2 separate regions of the Mus musculus genome follow, and region 1 is linked to region 2. Evidence: chromatin contacts called from public HiChIP or PLAC-seq data. All regions are on one chromosome and are shown on one strand. The core of a region is the stretch at or near the end of the contact, and the rest is flanking DNA. Distances in the headings are between cores, read along the strand shown.

Evidence for each region. HiChIP or PLAC-seq counts read pairs in DNA pulled down with a chosen protein or histone mark.
Region 1: a contact with region 2 is called in an H3K27ac HiChIP or PLAC-seq map of heart atrium, with 4 times the contacts expected there. The contact joins two enhancer-like sites. A contact is called at or near these places in 1 of 15 datasets of contacts at CTCF or cohesin (the NIH/3T3 cell line), 1 of 484 Hi-C or Micro-C datasets (forebrain) and 1 of 115 datasets of contacts at active chromatin or transcription factors (heart atrium).

The regions. Positions count from the first base shown.
Region 1 is chr8:125,347,041-125,353,241 of GRCm38.p6, forward strand. No RefSeq gene overlaps it. Among named protein-coding and RNA genes, the nearest start is that of Gm30713, 36 kb to the right of the region's middle. Within about 2 kb of position 2,876, at least 75 of the 459 cell types and tissues checked have an H3K27ac peak or open chromatin away from gene starts, as enhancers often do. A contact at or near this core is called in heart atrium, where this site is marked.
Region 2 is chr8:125,116,744-125,122,978 of GRCm38.p6, forward strand. All of the region lies in intron 3 of Disc1 (disrupted in schizophrenia 1), which reads left to right. Among named protein-coding and RNA genes, the nearest start is that of Disc1, 66 kb to the left of the region's middle. Within about 2 kb of position 3,963, at least 8 of the 459 cell types and tissues checked have an H3K27ac peak or open chromatin away from gene starts, as enhancers often do. A contact at or near this core is called in heart atrium, where this site is marked.

The DNA of each region.
Region 1 (6,201 bases), core at 1,626-4,125, 230 kb after region 2:
TGTTATTTGCTCAAGCAAATGCCTCATGCATTTTTTTTTCGAGCTCCGCTTCCGTTTTGTTTATCTCCAAAATTAAAGATAAAGAGACACACAAGTCTGCTGCATAGCTGAGGTGGGAGATTCTCCAGTCAGAATCCTACCTACCTGACCGGCCCCTCAGTGACCTGGGCCCCCTCTGCAATCTTTGATCAGCAAGCCGATCTCCTGAGAAGGCCAAATCAGGGGAAGAGGGTGTGAGCCTAGCCTCCCATCTACATGCTGGGCCTGGGGAGAGCAGCCAGGTGCATTTGAAGATGACAATTGAGTGTGTCCAGCCTGTACTGTAAAGTGTTGCTGTCACAGGGACTCCAGCTTAGTGAGCAGAGCCACAGAACCTTCGTTGCAGCTCCGTGCTGCAGGTCAAAGCCAGTGGCATTTCCAGTACCTAGGAGCAGGCCTTCCCCACACACCAAGTTAGACTCTTGGAGCCAGAACACACTTTGCTAAGAACCTGGAGAGGTCGAGGTGTCGCCAGACCCAGATCTGTAGCAGGCTGTGCTGCCTTGGCAGGCTGTGGCGAGACTTGCAGACTCCAGGCCCTAACACACTGGTGGAGATGAGCTTTGATCTGCACCGTGTCTCCTTGGTGCTGTCCATGCTAGTCCCGTGCCTTAGGAACCTTAGTTGTCCCTGATGGCTTTCCCAGGAGACACCAGAGGGCACAGCTAAGGGACACTAAGGCACAGCTGATGGGAAAGCAGGGGCTTGTGGGAGGGAGGAGTCCAAGGGATCTGAGCTGAGTGCAAATGAAATCTGCTCCTGGGTTTTCTTCACTGTGTGGCCCCTCGGTGGCCTAGTCTAGAACTTGCTGTGTAGACCAGGCTGGCCTCATAACAATCTGTCTTCCTTTGCCTCCCAAGTGCTGGGATTAAAGTCACACACCACCAGGCATGGCTAGCTTTAAAAAAATAATAATAATGATAATAATAATAAAACTAAATTTGCTCAGAGATCTTTCTTGAATCCTGTCTTCTTTCTGTCCTGCTTTTGGTACTTCCTTCCTTCTTAACGAAGTCCCCTCTTCCATCCTTCTCTTCCTTACATTGCTCTCCTTCCTCCTCCCCCAACCTCCTTTCTTTAACCATCCTGGCTACCCAAGATCCAGTGTCCAGGGTTTGCCTCAGCACCTGAGTTGCTCCTGTATCCCAGCGCTTCCGGTCTCCTACACCCAGCACTATTGTTGGCTGTGCCCCATCCTTCCCTCCAGGGTACGAAGATGCTTCCCATCCTCCGGTTGAACTCGAGTCAGACACCTGCTCACACACACTGTGAAGACCACTGGAGAACACCTTCCTTCGCCCTAGGCCCTGGTGGGAACAGGGCTCTGAGCTCCCATAATGCCCCGGGGGGGTGGGGGTAGGACAGGGCTCTGATCCCCCACAATGCCCTGGTGGGAACAAGGCTCTGTGCTCCCACAATGTCTTGTTGGGAGGAGGATATAGGGCTCTGAGCTCCCACAGTGCTGGGGGTGGGGGGTGGGGTGGGAGGGGAACGGGGCTGTGGGCTCTCACAAGGAGAAGATGCTTCAGTCCCATAGCTGCTTTTGGAGTCTGGCCACACCCTTAAGAGGTCAGCTGAGTTCTGCCCTAGCCCTGCTAGCCTCGCTAAGGCACGGGCAACCACCCCCACTCCCTCTGTTTATATGGATGTTGTGCGTTGGAGGAACGGGTGCTGTGCTACTTATGATTGAGGGACTTCCTTCTGCCTCCGTCAGCTTTAGAGACACTTTTTTCTTTCTGGTCCACAGGCCTAGGGCTTGTGTTTGTTTCTGACTGTCTTATAAGTACTTTTCACGTTTAAAATGTTCAGTGAGGGTAGGAGCCGGAGAGGGGCCATAGTGAGAGCTCACTTCAACATCAGAGACCCAGTTGTCTTAGAACTTTTCAAGACTGACACATACTCTGGGACCATGGAAAGTTGGCTCATTCCTGCTCATGGGATTAGGATGAGGATGGGGGCCTCGGAAAGCAACTAGAGAGAGGAAGGAAGAACAGGACCATCCACGGGAGGTCACCAAGGCTACAGGCACTGAGGTGGAGCCTTCCCTTGTTCGGATTCTTATGTCCTGAGTGAGTTTTGCAGTGCTCCCTGGTAACCACCTCCTCGGGAGCACTTCATGCTGTAACATATGTGTATATGTAAGATCTGCAGAACATAGACCATTTCCTATGCGGTTGATAACATGGCTAATATCTCACTGTCTGTCTTCACTGTAAGATCAAATGCAAACGGGGAGGGGGGTGAGGGAAGGGCTTGGGTAAGGGGGAGGGGTGGGACACTTTTCTGTTCCCAGCAACAGTGTTGGAACTCCTACAGAATGTGAGCCTGCTCCTGAGGTTAACAACCTTGTCTCCTGGTTGCTGGGTCACGCGGTGTTTCCTCTTAACCAGAGTGCAAGTGTTTGGAGCTCATCATTCAAAGCAAAGTTAATCCCCGAGGACAGGAGCCTGGCTGAGAGCCCAGAGCCTGTTGATTGGAGCTCCGGAATGCTGGGTAGGAGGGCCAGTCTAGAGGGAGGAGCTGCTCATTCAGTGTGGTCTTCACACACTTCTGCATCTAGTTTTGATGACACCAGGTGAAGAACCCGAGAAGATAGAAGCTGGGAGTGGGGGTGGGGGGCAAGTCTCCCCTCTCCCCAAGGTGTGTCCACCTAGGACCTCAGAGGCCACTCCACTTGGAAAAAGGTTCTTTATAGATACTGTCAGTCAACACCAAGTCATGATGAGTTAAGCTGGACCCAAGCCAGAGGTCAGTGTCCTCATAAAGAAAGAGCACTCGGAGACAGAAGACTGGGAACAGGGGCAAGAGGCTGAGTGTCCATGGAGACAGCAGTTGCCCAGGAACAGCACAGGGCTGCTGGCCATCTCTGGGGGCTGAGAAATGAGGAGGAAGGGAACTGAGCCTGCTGGTGCTCTGAGGTGTGGCTGCTTTCTCTTCATAGAGAATTTCTTTCTGATTAGCGTGGTCACTTTGCTTCCTGCAAAGCTTCCTTGCTACTTTTCGATCTGCTCAAGGTTTTATTTCATTCTCAAACAAGAGGCCAACTACCTAGAAACACCCGGTACAAACTGACCAGGTGTCCTTTCAAAATGAAAAAAAAGAAAGAAAGAAAGAAAGAAAGAAAGAAAGAAAGACCTATCAATATTCCAAATTGAAGCACAATTTATACACACTAGATAACAGAAACATCCAAATCTTAAGTGAGGTTTTTGTTGTTATTGTTGTTGTTATTGTTATTGTTTTCTTTTTGTTTGTTTGTTTGTTTTCTGTTCTGGGCCTAGGACCCAGTGTGTCTACACCCACCTTCAGTAAACACTCCACCACTGAGCTACATCTTCAGACCTCTTTTTACTCCTTTTCAGAGAGAGAATCTCATTCGCTCACCCAGGTTTGCCTAGAGCTCACTATGTGGTGGATCCAAAATGGCACCTGACCTAACACTACTCCCTAAAATTCCCCAGCTCTCCAGCAAACCACTTTCTTCTGGTTCGTAAAGGTTTTACAGCCTTTCAAACATATTGCCACCATCTGGGGACCAAGTGTTCAAAGGCACAAGCCTTTAGGGGACACTTTACACTCAAAGCATAACACCTGTATATTTCTGTTCAAGTCAGAGCCTGTGTCCACCAGGGCTTACAGTGAAGGACACGAGACTAGCGCTCATCGTGGAAGCTGTGGAATGACAGGGAAATGTGTTCTCTATGACCACTGTCTGCTGCAGTGGAAAGAGGTTAGAGTGAAGACAGGTAGGGGAAGAGAGATACCTCAGGGAGAACCTGGCAGAGCATTTGTGCTCAGTGCTGTCTCTGTACCACTTTGAGGCCCAGCCTCATCCCACACAGGTGGAGGTCATTGCAGGACCTAATGTATCTAACACCTTGCCCTGCTTGCAGATCCTGCAAACAGAAAGGAGTTGGGACGGCCCTACCAGGCTTCTGGGAGATTCTAGCCTGGGTCCACTTCTGCATCTGCACTTTTAAGAAAACAAGGGTTGTTTTGTTTTGTTTTGTTTTGTTTTGTTTTGTTTTGTTTTTACTGCAGCTCAGTAACAACCAGGAGGTCTTGATCCTGCTTCTGCAATTTGCACTTGAGTTCTGTCTGTAAAATGGGATAATCTAACCTGTGAGCACTGGATACACCGCTGCCAGGACGCTCTGTGGTCAAAGGGGAGCCATGTGAGAAAGCATGAGACGAGATTAAGTTGTGTGACAGTTTCTACTCAGTCATTTTGGTGATGAGTCTAGCTGCAGATACCATCCAGGATTGTTGGCCAGCACAATAGGACAAAGCCTATGTCCTCCTGGGTTTGACAAAGTTGAATCCACAAAGCTGAACATCTGGGCACACAGTGGCTTGTGTCTGGGGGAAGGGTCTCTGTTGGCTTCTCATGGCTGTGTGCTGCTATGTCTGGCAGAGACAACCTGGTAGTCGTGTATGGCGAATACACTGGACGAAAGACAACCATGCAGAGAGCTGCTGTGGCAGCAGGGGAATGTCAGGAGGAGGCATGGCAGCGAGTGGCTTACTGCACTGTGTAAAGACGGAAATGAACCCAACACAAAAGGCAGGAAGAGACGCAGAGAAGAACACAGACAGAGAGACAGGGAACAAGGAAGAGAGACACATGAAGAGAGATCAAGAAACACACAGAGGCAGGTGGCAGGGGCAGGAAGTATTGTCACACTGGAAAACAACATCTACAGACAGTGGACAAAGATGACAGAGTTAGCCAGCAGTGACTGAGTCCAGCCTGTCACGTTTCAGATAAGGAAACCGAGGCTGGTGACTGAGCCTGATCTATTTATAGCTTGTGTCATAGCTCATGAGAACTGTGGCTTGCTTTGGAATCCAGTTCTGAATCTTGGAGGCAAAGACACATCAGTTTGTGAGAAAAAAAAATTATAATTTGCCTGCAAGTGTTTATTGTCTGTTAGGATCAGAGAATTCACAGGCTATATTTGTTTTTATTGTGTATGTTTTCTGGTAGGATGGAGTCTATTGATCTATGCCCATGTGACTAAAGATGGAGGGTGAAGAGGAAGAATGTCCGAACTCACACTGAGAGAGAGATTGAAAGGAGCGAAACAGAAGCCAGAATCAACGGAATGTCAGGTCACACGCAGGAACAAGCACTGCAGAGGCCTTAGAAATTAGTCTGGTGAAACACTTCCCAAAGCAGAGAGAAGAAAGAAATTCTAGTCCAGGCCAGGACAAGACCCCTGGAAGGAAAATAATGAGAACAGAAAAAGCAAAGGCGAACAAAATAAGAAAACTCCAAGGCTCAGACGTTGGAACTCAGGAGCCCAGCAGGCAGGAGGCTCAGAGACAGCCTGAGAAAGATTCAAAAGCCACGTGCAGGGGCCAAAGGTGCAGAGAGGAGGAGGCAAGGAGCTTCCAAGGCCACAGAAGGTGGTTTCTCATAGGACTTGCAAATGAGAGCAAGTGTGGAGTGGTTTAACTTGTCACTCACCCTTCTTGGCTGGCTAAGGCATTGATGACCTAAGAGGCTCATTTGTGAGGCAAGAGTGGATCAGTCCCCCATGCAGGACTGTGGGAATAAGAAAGTTAACTTGTGGGGCTGGAAAGATGGTTCAGGTGTTAAAGACACCACTGTTCTTTCAAAGGACTGGGGTTCAATTCCCAGCACTTACATGGCATCTTACAACCATCTGTAACTCCAGATCCAGTCGATCAAATACCACTTCTTCTGGCTTCTGCAGGCACCGTACACATGTGGTGCACAAGTGGACAAAACGCCCACACACAAAAAGCAAAAAGTTTTATAAGAAAGTTTACTCCAAGAGCCAGAAAACAAGAAAGGCCGTCATATGCACTGCCCTGTACAAATTCTCTCTGCAAATCAAGAAAATCAATAACCTGCAGAAATCAAAAAGGAGTCTCCCCTTCCCAAGCTCCCCCCCCCCCCCGTTGTGAAGAAAGCCCCCACCCCACCCCCCAATGGAGGGAAAAGAGGTTCTTGAGATGTGCGCATGCTCTGAACATCACATGACTTTCTGGAAACCCCATCCAGCAATGAGGCTTTATAAAATTCAGGCTTCTGGGCTTATATCAGCCTGGATTCTAGTAGCATTTGTCCACAGTACCATGGAAAATTTGTATTTGTAATGCTTTTTTAGGAATGACAGTTCCCCGTAGGCTTAA
Region 2 (6,235 bases), core at 2,713-5,212:
GGCTGAGCTCACATTTGCCCCTCGTTCTGTGACTATGACTGAACACACAAGTCATTGCAGATCTTTGCTTGGCCACTTGATGGCAGCACGCTATAGCCATGGTGCCTCCTTGCCCTCCAGGACTAAGATCTATGTCTCTAAACAAGGATATGTCCCCAGGCCACTACTCTGTAGCTTCCAAGTCATGAAGTTGATTTAGACATACTTCTGCTGCCCTTTAGGAAAGAATTTGGGTCCCTGGAGAAGAGTCTGTGTCACAGGCTTAGAACCTGTCTCACTCCCAATGCCAGTGACTCCTGCCCCATCCTCCTTCTTCTTCCTCCTTCTTTTCCCCCTCCCTCTCCTCCTTCTCTTTAGCAATGCAATCGCCTGCAGTTGTGACTCTGGATGTTTGGGGATGTGAAGAACTTGTACTGATCTGATTGATGACTCAGGTGCAGCGGAGGCTTCCACTTCCTCTGACAGGGACCTGCAAGAACCTATGCCTGTCCTGTCCCACCCTGGATATCCACCGTCATCACTGACAAGCTGTGGTTTTAGGCGTCACCACCTCAGAGCTATCGTTTCCTTTTGGTAATGATACAGCTTAGAGGGTCTTAGCATACAGTCCCTGGGAACCAGCTCACCTGTTCCCTGCTTCCTCTCACCACAAAGCATTCTGTCAGCACTGTGCTCAGGCCTCACTTTGCTACAAGGGGATGAAGAGGGCTGTCATTATCATCTGTTCTGATGCTCAAGTCATCTGATATATGAACGTCTTCAGGTGGCCCCCTGTGTTCTATTGACAGAGCCTCAGTCTCCCAGTGCTTTCTAAGTGTTTTGGTATAAGATAATCTAGACTCACCTCATCTTGATGCTGTCTCAGCCTGGGGGCTCTGCTTCCGTCCCGGAGGATAATGTTTGCGTCTGGGCTGGCAGTTCTCCAGGCCCTCTGAGTAGAACAGATAGAAGAGATGTGGAAATATATGTGTGTGTACATCCATGGCTCTCTCTGTATCTACTGCGAGTTTGCATATTAGAAGTGATCATCTCCTTCGAGGAGTTCTGAAATCGGATGCAGGGGCTTATCACTGTAGCAAGCACAAAACCAAAGTCAGCTCCGAGGAGGAAGAGGAACGGAAGAGTTCTTACCTGCAGAGGGGAGATGACAAAGTTATTTCCCAGGCAATGGTCTCCCCAAACAAAGGACTCATGGGGGTTTATTTAGCAGGCAGAATCTGTACTTATCACACGCCGAAGTGTCATTCCTGAACATGCTCAGGTTAAGATCATAATTGAAAAAGAAAAGTCACACTGGGCACTGTGGCACCTGCCTTTAACCCCAGCACTCGATGGAGAGAGAGGTAGACCTCTTGTCTGAGGCTAGCCAATGAGTTCCAGAGCAGTCAGAGCTATGTAGAGAGACCCTGTCTTAGAAAAAGAAAAAGAAAGAAAAAGTCTCAAACCATCTGTGTGAAAAATTGAAGTGACAGCCTGACATGCCTCTGGGCGTGCTCAGATTGCCCAATTTTAGCTGAAAATGCCGGGATGGATACTTTAAAGAATTGGCAATGATGCAGGAGTCTTGCCCCATCACTAACTGGCCAGGACAATACAGGTCCTTTCCACTCCTCTTCCCTCCCACAACTATGTAGCCCAAGCTAGCCTCAGACTCACAGCAACCCTCCTTCCTTCCTCAGCCTCCTACTGCTGTAACTCCAGGTGAGCATCACCATGCCCCACGGAAGGTGTGCTTTGTAACAAGATGTGTGCGAGTGCCCAGTGCAACGCCGGGCTGTGGCAGGTGTTCTGACGCCCTTGATGCACCTGCTCATGCGCCTGCAGCCACAGGAACTGCAGTGTCAGCTCTGTGTAGGAATGAAGGGGAGAGCTCTCAGAACCCTGGCGGGGCAGCCCTGTCTAGGCCGGAGGCAGAAGAAATGGAAATGGAGGAAGCTTGAGGGTGTGCGCAGGGTGTGAACACGCAGGCTGAGCGCAAGGAAGGCTCTGAACCAAACTCCCTGCTGGGAGAACACCCAAGACCATGTGAGGCAGGACAGCATCAAACATGGCTTCAGACACCTTTTCCATATATATGCACACACACACATACACACACACACATGTGTTTGCATATGTGTGGACAGATGTATGTGTATGCAGAGATAAGTATGCCCATGCATGTGGAGACTTTAGGTTGATATAGGGAATTTTTCTCTATTGTTCATATCTGCATGTGTGTGCATGTGTGTTTGAATGTGTGTATGTTTGTGTGTGTATGGATGAGTATGCTCATGAATATGGAGACCTTTGGTTGACATAGGGAATCTTCCTCTATTACTCATGTTTGCATGTGTGTGTGTACATGTGCATGTGTGTATATGTGTGTTTGCATGCTTATGCAGGGATGAGTATGCTCATGCATGTGGAGGCCCTAGGTTGCTATAGGGAATCTTGTGTGTGTGTGTGTGTGTGTGTGTGTGAGTGTGCATGTGTGTATGTGTGCGTTTGCATGTGTGTGCAGGGATGAGCATGCTCATACATGTGGAGACCCTTGGTTGATGTAGAGAATCTTCCCCTGTTGCTTTTAACCTTATTCATTGAGGCAAGGTCTCTCAGTGGGACCCAGAGCTCAGCTGTACAGCTAGTCTAGTCAGTCAGCTTGTTTTTGGAGGTCACCTATCTCTGCTTCCCACATTCTAGAATTATAGATGGCTTGCTGTGCCTACTGGGCATTTATGTGGGTTCTGGAGAATCTAAATTTTGCTACTCATGCAGTTGTTAGTGGCAATGACCTAGGCTGAATGAACAGGCTGAGGGCCTCCAAGACTCCCTTTAACCAGATGTGCTTGGTCTCTGAGCCTTGCAGGTGCCAGGTAGAGTGACATCGTTTTTTTTTTTTTCTCTAATACTAGAAGCTTACAGTTAGGAGAGGTGAGATGCCGTGGCTGGTAGAGGGATCTGGTTGTGTAGGGGAGTGTAGACTGTATGGGAATTGTAGACTGTGTATGGGAGTGTAGACTGTGTATGGGAGTGTAGACTGTATGGGAATTGTAGACTGTGTATGGGAGTGTAGACTGTGTATGGGAGTGTAGACTGTGTATGGGAGTGTAGACTGTGTATGGGGATGTAGACTGTGTATGGGAGTGTAGACTGTACGGGAGTGTAGACTGTGTATGGGGATGTAGACTGTGTATGGGAGTGTAGACTGTGTATGGGAGTGTAGACTGTGTATGGGAGTGTAGACTGTATGGGAGTGTAGACTGTATGGGAATTGTAGACTGTGTATGGGAGTGTAGACTGTGTATGGGAGTGTAGACTGTGTATGGGAGTGTAGAGTGTGTATGGGAGTGTAGACTGTATGGGAGTGTAGACTGTGTATGGGAGTGTAGACTGTGTATGGGAGTGTAGACTGTGTATGGGAGTGTAGACTGTGTACGGGAGTGTAGACCGTGTACGGGAGTGTAGACTGTATGGGAGTGTAGACTGTATGGGAATTGTAGACTGTGTATGGGAGTGTAGACTGTGTATGGGAGTGTAGACTGTATGGGAGTGTAGACTGTGTATGGGAGTGTAGACTGTGTATGGGAGTGTAGACGGTGTATGGGAGTGTAGACTGTATATGGGAGTGTAGAGGCTGTGTATGGGAGTGTAGACTGTGTATGGGAGTGTAGACTGTGTATGGGAGTGTAGACTGTGTATGGGAGTGTAGACTGTGTATGGGAGTGTAGACTGTGATCCTCTCCATGCAGGGCAGGTTGGGCTTGCCTAGCATCTCAGGAATGTAGGCAAGAACCATCCAAGAGAGAGCTGCAGGTTATCAGTGGAGAGTGTGACACTTTCCTGTCTCTGTCTGCCAGAGGACCATTCTGTCACCACCACTTTGCCCTGGTCACTTCAGAACTTGACTTGAGGGCAGTGGGGACCTGGTTGTCCCAGATTCTGCCCATTTATAGACTTGCCCAACATAGCAGCAGACTGGGGCTGGGGCAGCGGAGCACTAACTGCTTTCAAAGCACACCTCTGCTCAAAGCCATCCATGGCTCCGTGTACCTTGAGACAGCACCAGATCCCTTCCAATGGTGTAAGTGGTTCTGCTGCCCCCTTTTACCCTCATCCCACGTCTCCTTGGTTTGCTCACTATGAATGGCCCTAAAATTCAAGGCGAGAGTCACTCAGGGCTTCTACTTGGTACAGCCCATCAGCATAAGGGGTGGGGGGTGTAACCTGCGGAACCAGTGAGCTACCAGTATATAAAATTGGGTGTAGAGTACCAAATGGAGAAGATGCTGCCTAGGAAGTTGCATCCCCTGTGCCTAGTGGCCGTTGCAGAGTTAGAATCCCTGAGAAAGTTGAGAGAGTGGCCAAGGCTTTAATGCCACAGCTGAGTATTCACATTCCCTTTTCTAAACCTGAAAGAGAACTTCAGGTGGCCAGGGTCTCCAGAGTGAGTGACAGCACAGAGCCGGCCTGAGCTGGGACCTCTCCTGTTCTACTCCCTGTTTTCCTTTGTTTTCTTCTCCATGGTGATTGCTTTGCTGGATTAACCCTTTAGGGACCATCCAGGACCAGGAGACAGTTTAGAGCATAGCAGAGGACCAAGGGAAGCCAGGCTGGGATTTTTAAACACAGCATGAGCCTCCCAAAGCCGTACACATCAGGGCTGCTAATAATAACCAGTCCTTTGACATTAACTAAATTGCAGACATAAAGCTTGATGTATTGTTTAGATTATGGTGGTTAATCCCTAGGCCCATAATATAGAGATTATTATTAATGTCTTTTTTTTTTTAACAGATCAGGAAACTGGAGTCTAGAAAGGCTAAATAATTTGAAGGTCAGACAGACAGCTGGCTAAGCTCAGAGTTGAACTCAGGTTTTTCCCTGGCCCCTGCACAGTGAATCTCATTATAACTGCCTTAATTAGCGTTTCATTTTATGAGCATTTAACAAGATTTTTAGTGGTTTTCACCAAAAGTTTTTATTTTATAGAACAATATATAAGTTCTTGAGAAAAAAAGCCACATGACCTTCAGGTGCTTGTTAAAGAGTGGGAATATCTCAGTAGAGTCTGGGAGACCTTGCCCAGCCTGGACCAAGAAAACCGAGTGGCCTGTTTGATGAACACCAGTATTGAAAAGGATGTATCACTAACAGTGTTTGGAAAGCAACATCCAATTAGCTCTGGCAGGCAGTCGTGAAGAAGGTAGTGTGGACAAAGTCCAGTTATTTGGGACTTGGTCCTGGAATCCACTTTTTGATACCCTTAGGGCAGTAGGACAGGTCCTGGGCAAATTCCTGTGATGGCTAGTCTCCTTTGTGGACTGGATTTAAGCTCCCCAGGGGGATAGATTCTGGATGCGTCTATGAGGGTTTTCCCAGAGAGGTTTCACTGAGGAGGAAGACCTACCCTGGCTGTGGGAGGTACCACCCCTAGGACAGGGCTTTTGCATGAATAGAAAGGGAAAGAGAACATTCTTCTCTCTCTGCTTCCTGACTATAAATGCAATGTGATCCCGAGCTCCTGCAGCCCTTCGTCCCCATCACCACAGGCTGTACTGGCTGGCTCCATGAGTCCAAATAGACCCATTCCTTCTTACCTCGCTTTTGTCTAGCATCTTGTCACAGCAATGAGACAAGTAACGAATTCTATTCTCTGTGCAGTGTCTGAACATTGAATTCAGGTCATTTGGTGCATTTATGGGAAATTCACTTATTGATGGGGGCTTCTCCAAACTCTTGTTCATTCACTGCCTTCCCGTCACCTGGGCACCTTTGCTGGCCAAGCACCAGCGTGGGAGAAGGGCTATACCTGCTACATTGTGACTACCAGTGTGAGAGGGGCTGTATCAGCTACATTGTGACTACCAGTGTGAGAGAGGGGCTGTATCAGCTACATTGTGACTACCAGTGTGAGAGAGGGGCTGTATCTGCTACATTGTGACTACCAGTGTGAGAGGGACTGTATCTGCTACATTGTGACTACCAGTGTGAGAGAGGGGCTGTATCTGCTACATTGTGACTACCAGTATGGGAGAAGGGCTATACCTGCTACATTGTGACTACCAGTGTGAGAGAGGGGCTGTATCTGCTACATTGTGACTACCAGTGTGGGAGAAGTGTTGTATCTTACATTGTGACTAGTGTTAACTTGATCTGTGAAGAAAGGCTAGAAACTATTAATGTAGAATGGACTCCATGGGAATAGTCTGTAGGGCCCTTGGGATATGTAGGGGCATCTCGGGAACTACAGTGA